Linked DNA regions of Rattus norvegicus: region 2 is linked to region 1. The links are chromatin contacts, called in public Hi-C maps. All regions are on one chromosome and are shown on one strand. Each heading gives the region's core, a stretch centred on a gene start, on an enhancer-like site or on the middle of the called end of the contact. The rest is flanking DNA. Distances are from core to core; before and after follow the strand shown. Region 1 holds the start of Rpl21 (ribosomal protein L21). Region 2 overlaps Usp12 (ubiquitin specific peptidase 12).

Region 1 (4,341 bases), core at 1,486-3,985:
AGACCCCTTCATCATAATAAAGTGCATATATGGTCACTCCTTCAGAGGAGAGTGCTAAATAAACAAAGCTGAGGTTCCCTTTGGGCTGCTTTGGAATGCTTTAATGAAGTAAAGGCCTAATATATGACCAGAAATGTACTTGCTACCTATCACCCCAACAGAAGTAAGAACGAGCTCATGAAAACTTGCGCTTTATTAAGAGAGAGAACAAATAATTTAATTTTTATCAAGAGAAAAGTAAATTGTCATGTACCTTACCCGATCTTAGTCAAAAGACCAGGAATGAAGTCACATTTCAGTATATCCATACAGTGCCATACTAGTTAACGCTAAAAAGTGTTGAACTACTGACACGTGCAACTCGACCGAATATCGAAAACACTAAGTAGAATAAAAAATGAGAGGAAAAAAAGAACATAAATATGGTGCTGTACATGCAGTTAAACAACAATATTTTTACAGAACCCGGGATACTGAGCAGGGGTGTAGCCTCACAGAGCTTGTCTGGCATACACCGTGCCTTAGATTCAGTTCTCTAGCCCCTTTGTTTCAAGAAAGAAAGAGACAAAAGAAATAATGGAAAGTAGAGATCAGAAATGAGGCTATTTCATGATTCTGATGAGAGAGTAGATTGACTAGGAAACATTTTGTATATTGACTGCAGGTACAGGTTATGAAGCTTAAAAATGTTAGTATAAAAACATCCAGTTGTGGGGTTGGGGATTTAGCTCAGTGGTAGAGTGCTTGCCTAGCAAGCGCAAGGCCCTGGGTTCGGTCCCCAGCTCTGAAAAAAAAAAAAAAGACAAAATAACAAAACATCCAGTTGTGCACTGAGGGTCTGAATATTTAGCCTAAGTCAACTTATGCTAGTTGCTTATTAGCAACTCTCAACTTATATACCTGAATATGTATGTGCATATACACAGAGGCATGCTAACACACACGTGCGCACGTGCACACACACACACACACACACACACACACACACACACACACACATCACAGACAATGAGTAAGGTCTAAAACAATGGCCCAGAGCAAGAACATGTTTCATTCTGGTATTCATTTTTGTATAGCATTTTCATCTTCTTAACTCTTAGGCTAGCACTAGTATTATTTTGTTTACACTCAACCCAAATCAACTCAAGTAAGCAATATGCTAAAAAAAAAAAAAAAAAAACAGAAAAACTGGGCCAGATATGGTGGTGTCCACCTTTGATCTCAGCACCCAGGAAGCAGAGGCAGGCAGAATCCTCTAAGTTTCAAATCTGTCATAGTAACATAATGAGACTCTATCTCAAAATCAAACAAAAAATTGCTTTGGGGATAAAATTTTGCTATGACCAAGATAAAAATTAATTATAAGCAACTGTACATAATTTGGTCATAGATATTAAAGTTTGCAAACCCCTGGTTAATTAAATCAGTTATGTTTTTCACACACTCTGAGATGGGGCTTCAATGTTATCCCACAGTCTTCCAATTAGACGGTCATCAGCTAGCATGAATGAATGGGATTTCAAACAACAAAACCTAACCCTGGCTGGACATGTCATTCACTGGATTTTAATGAATTTATTATTGGGGTTTATTAGCAGGATACAGTGGTTTTTCAGAGTTCATAAATATTCAAGGATGAGGCTTGGAAGCAGGCAGAAGCCGCGGGAAGTGAGCGGACTCCAGTCATCAGGCTCTCCCTGAGCAAGGCTGGACAGCAATCTCATCAGCTCGGTCCCAACACTATACAGTCCAGAGTAAAGATCAGAGATCTCCTGGCTGAACCAGCACATTGGGGGGACTATTGCATAAGTGCAACGAGGATCCCAATAGCTATTATAAAAACGTCCGTCTCTCAAAGTCCTCGTCTATTATCCGGGCGTTTCAAATATCCAATTCGGTTTTGCCAATAAATTATTAGGAATACTGCGTCCAATATGACTGACTAAATAAACACCCTTATCTATAGCCAGTGAGGCAGTCAGGAAGGGAAGTGAGGCTAACGGGGGTGAATATGATGAGAGTATTTTACACACACACACGCCTGCCTTAACCTATCATTTTGTACAGTTAATATACACTAATCAAGATAGGCGAGTGTCTGGACAGGTTCAAACTACAGATACAAGAGGAAGGGAAACCAAAATGAGGATTTTTTTGAGACAGGGTCTCAATTATATGGCTCAGGACAGTTTCGAAATTTAGGAAGATGTTCTTGCCTCTGCCTCCCGAAGGCTGGGATTATGAGCATGCGCACCATGCATGGCTTTTCAAACTTTAACATATCAGTAGGTGCGTTGTTTAACAACTTCTGGAGAAAAACTTGAAATACACACAGACAAGGTTTTTGTCCACACGTAACTGTTTGCCTACGCGACTCACGCTACGAACACTAAGACGCAGCGCACCACAGAACGTAGGACAAGACAGAGGAGAGGCGGTCCCTCACGTCACATGACGCAGGGTAACGTCAGCACGCTACGGAAGTCGCGTCTGGCTCTAAGCCCGCGAGGGCCCCATTCTGGGCTGTTTAACACGATGCCTGTGTGAGTTTCTGTTGGCCTGCTGTCTTCAATCTGTGCAAAGGAGAGCATGCTCACGGAGTCTCTAGGTTATCGGGGCGATGGAGGTTCTCTCGAAGATCCTCTCAGGCCGGCCGTTTCTCTTCAGGCGGCGCCGTGGGCAGCCCGCGGGCCTTGTAAGAGCGCGCAGCCCCTCCCTCTTCCTTTCCGCCGGGGCAGCCATCTTCCAGGTTGGTGTGCGCGTGGCTCTCTGGTCTTAGGCGCCGCACACGCTGCGTGAGGAGCCCAGGCCGCGGAGACTGCCTGTTAGGGTCGTGGGGAGACTGTCTGGAGGCCACTCCCCTGTGCGGCGTGTGCTAGGGGGCTTCTATCCGGGGTAACTGGGCCTGGCCCAGTCTTGGTTGCCGGGCATCGGCCTAACTCCAAACTTGAGCATGTGCTGTTGGGTTAGGACTTACGATTCTGGGTCTTAACGATATCTGGGTGTGTACAATCCTGGAATTGGCTCGGGCGAGAAGGGTGCCCGCCGGGTCAGCCTGGTAATGATATAGATGTAATGGGGATCCCACCTCCGGATGCATGAAACACTTAGCAATTTGCAAATTTTGGCCCTTAGAAGACGAGAGTAGGGAAGGAAGGTAACATTAAGGCTGCAAGGTCAGTTGGTTACCTAGTACACCATGCTTTGGGGCTTCCCATGTTGGTTAGGAATGGCAGGTATTTCTGCCCTGTATGACTGGAGTAATCCAACCTTGTTGGTTCGTGGGAAAACAAGATCTGGCTCTAAGTATGTGTAGTTGGTAAGTTCTTAGACGGTGCTAAATTAGCTGCCAATTGAGTAGTCTTAGTCTTCCTGTGCCAAAAATCTGCGGGTTCTGTGTTATCTTTGCTGCCTATAGAACTAGTCTATTTTCAGGGAGGAATGTGAGCTTAAGTGTTCTTTGTAGCAGAGAGCATTGGGGCTTGCATTAAATTTAGTGGGAATCTGGTTTTTCTCTACATGCTTCCTAATACATTAGCAAGTGGAAGTGTGGAATTAAGAGTTTTGATAGAAAACTAGGTTGGTAAAAATGAAACTAGCATCGAAGATCAGGCTGAGTTTGGTGGTCTCCAAGTTATCCTGGAGTTGTAGGCTTCATTGTCTTGGCATTCTAGACCCTTTTACATGAAGATAATGAGTATGTTGGCTTAAGTTTTAATATACAGCCCTGCTGGTTCTAATGACGGAATTTGGGCTCTTCTGCTAAGAGGAATAGTGGGCACCCATCTTTAATTCTAGTGCTTCATGAGGTTGAGGGAGCCTGCTCTGTGTGACATCCCCCTGATAAATTTAAAAGGCAATGTAAACACTGGAAGGAGGTTAATGGGACAGTGCTAACATTAAATTTGAATTGTTATTTCTGGTTTCAGTAACTCGCCAAAATGACGAACACAAAAGGAAAGAGGAGGGGTACTCGGTATATGTTCTCTAGACCTTTTAGGAAACATGGTAAGTGGCACGATCCTCTTTGATACTTATGATTGCATTTATCTGTGTCCCAGCTTGTTAAATGGTGGCTTGTTAGCAGCATTCGCTTGTGTTCTGCCATAAGGAGAAGTGCATCTCATAGTTCATAATTGTCTGCAGGCTCACCCTGCAAAGAAGTGGCATGTCTTACTTTGACTGGCTTTGCTTGTAGGAAAAAATCGTCCTTTACAGTGTATATAACTACTAAACGTATACTTTGTGTTGAAAATTGGTACCCTCATGAAAGTGTACATGTCTTTGTTCTTTTTTTCCTGTTGCAGGAGTCGTTCCTTTGGCCACATACATGCGAATCTA
Region 2 (4,142 bases), core at 1,304-3,803, 63 kb before region 1:
GCGGTGAGCACACTGCACAGTGCTCACCACCCAGATGTCTGACCCCGCTTCAGAGTTTCTACAACAGCTCCATGGATGCAGTACTGCTCACAGCGCACATACGTTCCAGAGTCAGAAACGTGACTAAAACACTGGCCTCTGAGTTCCCCACCCATCCCTACATCACCGCCCCCAGGCCATACTGTTGTTTTTAAGCAAAGCTGGAGTTTTGATACAGACTTAATCACACACAACAATATAGAAAGCCGTGCTTGTGAAGGACAGACAGTTGTACACCCCATGTGTGGGTGCAGGCGTCTCAAGAGAGTTGAGCCAATCTTGATATTTAAGGGACACCTCTATGAGTAAGCAGTGTTATAACTCTAAAAATAAAAAAGCAGCCAAGCTAGTGAGAGAAAAGCAGAGAGACGGAAAAGTAAGGGCTGGGCAGAAGAAGGGGAAGCAACAGAAGCTGTCTGAGAGTGTAAGTCACAGAGTGGAGTCCAAGACTCTCGGCCACCTTACCTTGCGGTCGGTCCTGAGACCCCTCAGAGGTGGCAGGATTTGTATAATAATAGTTATTGTTATTGTTGTATGTATATAATTATTATATATTATATATAATAATGAGACAAGAAGGTCAGAAGCTGCATTTCCATCCATCAATGCAGCCATCAACTCAATGGTCTCTTCTCAGCTTATGCCTCCGTTTTTCCTGACGTGGCTGCTATGTGGCTTCAAGGGAAGCACAAACACTGTTTATATTTACACTGACTCAGGGTATCTTTTAAAAAAACTCAAAATTAACCGGACCTGAATATGATATGGCTTTATGACTGTCTAGCAAGAGCAGCCGTTCTGGACAGGGCTGCAGAGTTTCACTATCAAATGCATTTTTATGCCGTATCTACACCAAGACTGAATATCCAGGACAGACCTGGAACTAGGAAAATAATAATTTTTTCTTTGTTAAGTTTCAGTAGTGTAAAGTCGTGTTCAGTTAAATTCCAAAGTTCTTACCAGGCTTTAAGGACACAGGCACCTCCCAGCGGGGAGCTTTTACGTAGCCTTACATGTGCAATGCCACTAGCTAAAGAACTCTTAAATACTGAGAGGTCACTCTTATAATTATAAGTCAAACTTTTGCTAGGAGAATTCTGTTGCCAGAACTGTGAAATTAGGCTGAAAGTGTTACCTCCTTTCAACCACAGGTCACTTTAAATCCTCATGACACAAGCGGGTCCTGTAAGGAAGGGGGAAGTACACTGACTCAGTGCTCGAAGCGTCAAGGCTGGAGCGCACTTACATTGACTAATCCAAAATAGTGCTCGTTGACCGGAAACTGTTCTGGACCAATCTCTTTCTCTAATGCCGAGGCATTGGCGCCCTGTAAAACGAAAACCACAAATATCAGGATTTATAGTATTTCTATAATGTCCAGTCATATAGGCTGAGACATCCTTTAAAAGGCCATACTCAAATTACAGCAAATTAACATTATTCAAAAACAGTTGATATTGAAAATGAATAGCTTTTAGTCATATGACTTAATACTAGTTTATACAAATCAGTCAGGAATCACGCTCCTAGCACACTCCCCACCCCCAAGTAATCAAGGAAAACTTCTGACTTGTATGCCGTAATAGGACAAGACTTTGCTGGCAACCACCGTGGAGCCAAAAGGAAGGAAGGGAAGGCTCGCACAGTGCAGGACCCAGCCAGCCTGGGCAGCAGGACCCCTAAAGGACGGGAGATCCAACTGGACCAGTGCCGATAACCTACTGTCCTACAGGAAGACCCAGAAGTATCAGTCAGATGCCCACAGGGTAAGCAGCATCAATGACCCTGCATGGCACAGGAACTCCCAATAGGGAGGCAGACTTTCTGGACTCAGAAACACTAGAAGGGAGCCAGAAGCAAGCAGACAGACAGACAGACAGAGCATGCACTTCCTCCCATTCACATCAATACCCGTGCAGCCCCTGCTCTGTGTCCTGACCTCCCCACTGCCCCCTCCCTAAGGCTGCTTTCTTCCCTACTCTCCCTTTTTCATGGTCTTCTCCCAAAGTCAGCCACTGGCCTGACTGCTGGGCCCCAATGTCCCAGCCTCCTGAGAGATGGCACTTTTCTGAGCATATTTATTATTTTTAAAAATGGTTTATATTTTTCCTATTTTTTATGTGTATGTGTGTACTGAGTGTGGTTATTACATGCATGTGAGTGCAGGTGTCCCGGGAGCTGGAGTGACAGGAGCTGGGAGCTGTCCGACATGGGGGATGAAGTGGCCTCAGGTCCTCCTGAAGAACAGCTGAGCAAACTCTCCAGAACCTGGTCCTACTTCTTTTTTTTTTCTTTTTTCTTTTCTTTTTTTTTTCGGAGCTGGGGACCGAACCCAGGGCCTTGCACTTGCTAGGCAAACGCTCTACCACTGAGCTAAATCCCCAACCCCCTGGTCCCACTTCTTTACCTTTCCTTTCAGTCTACTTTTAGCCAAGAAATAGTTCAGCCCCACAGGAAGACAAGAAGGAAATGTGCCTGACTCATGGCTACTGCTGAGAGGGCAGAAAGAGAAAATAAATCCCTTCCAACGGCGACTCACAGCCACAAGCTGGACCCTATGAAACCTAACATGTGGGTCAGTGCAATTACCAACAGCGTCAGACCCACCCAGGAAAGCAGCTCAACCGTGCCTTAAAGGAAGTGTCTTTTCTATCCCACAAACGGCAAAATTACTCACACTGTGGAAGGTGGATTCAATTCCCCCACACAAAAAAAGTTGGAGCAACATGCTAAGAAGTTTGAGTTCTGAGTGAGAATTACTAACGCAGGTTAGCGCACATGAAGAGCAAAGGCAACAGATCACAAAGCTCCAAGGCAGAAGTCCCCAGAGCGGCAGCGGCAGAGAGAAGCCAGCACTGCCAACAAAGAGCAGGCACCGGGCATGAGCCTGAGACCCTAAAGGTCAACAGTGTTCCTAGAAAAGACAGAATACTTCAGCAGTCATAATAAAACCTGTGATGTCAATCAAGCAAGGTTGCTTTAACCCATTTTTCTGCCAATGGGTGGCCAACTAAAACTCATTTTATTAATAACAGAAATGGTGGTGCACACCTTGAATCCCAGTGCTCAGGAGACAGAGGCAGGTGGATCTCACCAGCCTGGTCTACAGATCGAGTTTTAGGAGAGAAACCCCTGTGTTCACCCCCTACCCAAATATTTTACAAAAACCGATCAAATGAGAATATGAATCCACTATGGAAGGGACGGGAAGCAGGCACGCTAGACTGTAAAGCTACAGGCCCAAGTCTGGCCTGGGCGCTGCTGCTCTGCCTGGGCCTGGGTTTCCTGAGGAGCACAGTCCCATGCCTGCGCTGTCTTCCCGTCCACAAGTAGGCATGGCAGCTCACTACACTTCACTAAAGCATGGGCTACAATGTAGCACACTCCGCCAAAGACCAGCGTCTAGAACAAGAGACAGAGGAGCCAGTCTCACAGGTCAATTGTTACAGAGAATTATGGTGTTAGGTTATATTAGATACAGATAATTAAGATACACAGACAGTAAGACTTGCCGGCCACAGGCAAAGGCCAGGTGTACCTCTCCCAACCGCTCACAACATATTTTTGGAAAGGTGAGGACTTTCCATACAGAGAGATTATCATCAAAGGATGACACTGGCCTGTCGCCCTGACAGTAAGAAAGCAGTAATATGCTAGCCTCTGCTGGTAAAGCAAGGAGAGCATCTGACCGTTTCCCTCTCCAACATAGGAACTCATCCAACAAGTCTTCCTTCTACCTGTTTCAGAAATACAAAATCACACGAAAGCACGCTGATACCCTGTGCTGTTTTCATTAAAATAATTCACTTACTTTAGGATAAGCATGATGTCTGTAGAAATAAGCTAGAAATTAGAAGTCTCCTGCCTCCAAAGTCCACATTCAAGGCCAGATGTGTGTGTTTTGGGGACATGAGGACATGCTACTTTGGAAAGTTAATTATGAGTAATGTTCATGTTTGTGTGAAATGGTAATGCATGTCACTGAGAAATAAGTGATTGTGTAGCATCTGGACCTGCTACCTAAGAAATGGAAGTATGCATTGTGTTTGCATGCTACACAGTTATTCTAAACTATTATATCTCACTTTTCCTGTTGTTTAATG

The links. A called contact is a pair of places that touch in the nucleus more often than the background predicts.
Region 2: a contact with region 1 is called in a Hi-C map of the A7r5 cell line, with 1.6 times the contacts expected there. The contact joins the enhancer-like site here to the promoter of Rpl21 in region 1. A contact is called at or near these places in 5 of 12 Hi-C or Micro-C datasets (the A7r5 cell line, hepatocytes, kidney and 1 more).

Annotation. Positions count from the first base shown.
Region 1 is chr12:13,384,547-13,388,887 of GRCr8, reverse strand. Rpl21 (ribosomal protein L21) reads left to right here and starts at 2,735. Exons shown (of 6, transcript NM_053330.2): 1 at 2,735-2,749; 2 at 3,930-4,008; 3 at 4,308-4,341. The coding sequence starts at 3,942.
Region 2 is chr12:13,447,337-13,451,478 of GRCr8, reverse strand. Usp12 (ubiquitin specific peptidase 12) reads right to left here. Exons shown (of 9, transcript NM_001166576.2): 2 at 1,286-1,366. Among named protein-coding and RNA genes, the nearest start is that of Usp12, 26 kb to the right of the region's middle. Within about 2 kb of position 2,553, at least 2 of the 93 cell types and tissues checked have an H3K27ac peak or open chromatin away from gene starts, as enhancers often do. A contact at or near this core is called in the A7r5 cell line, where this site is marked.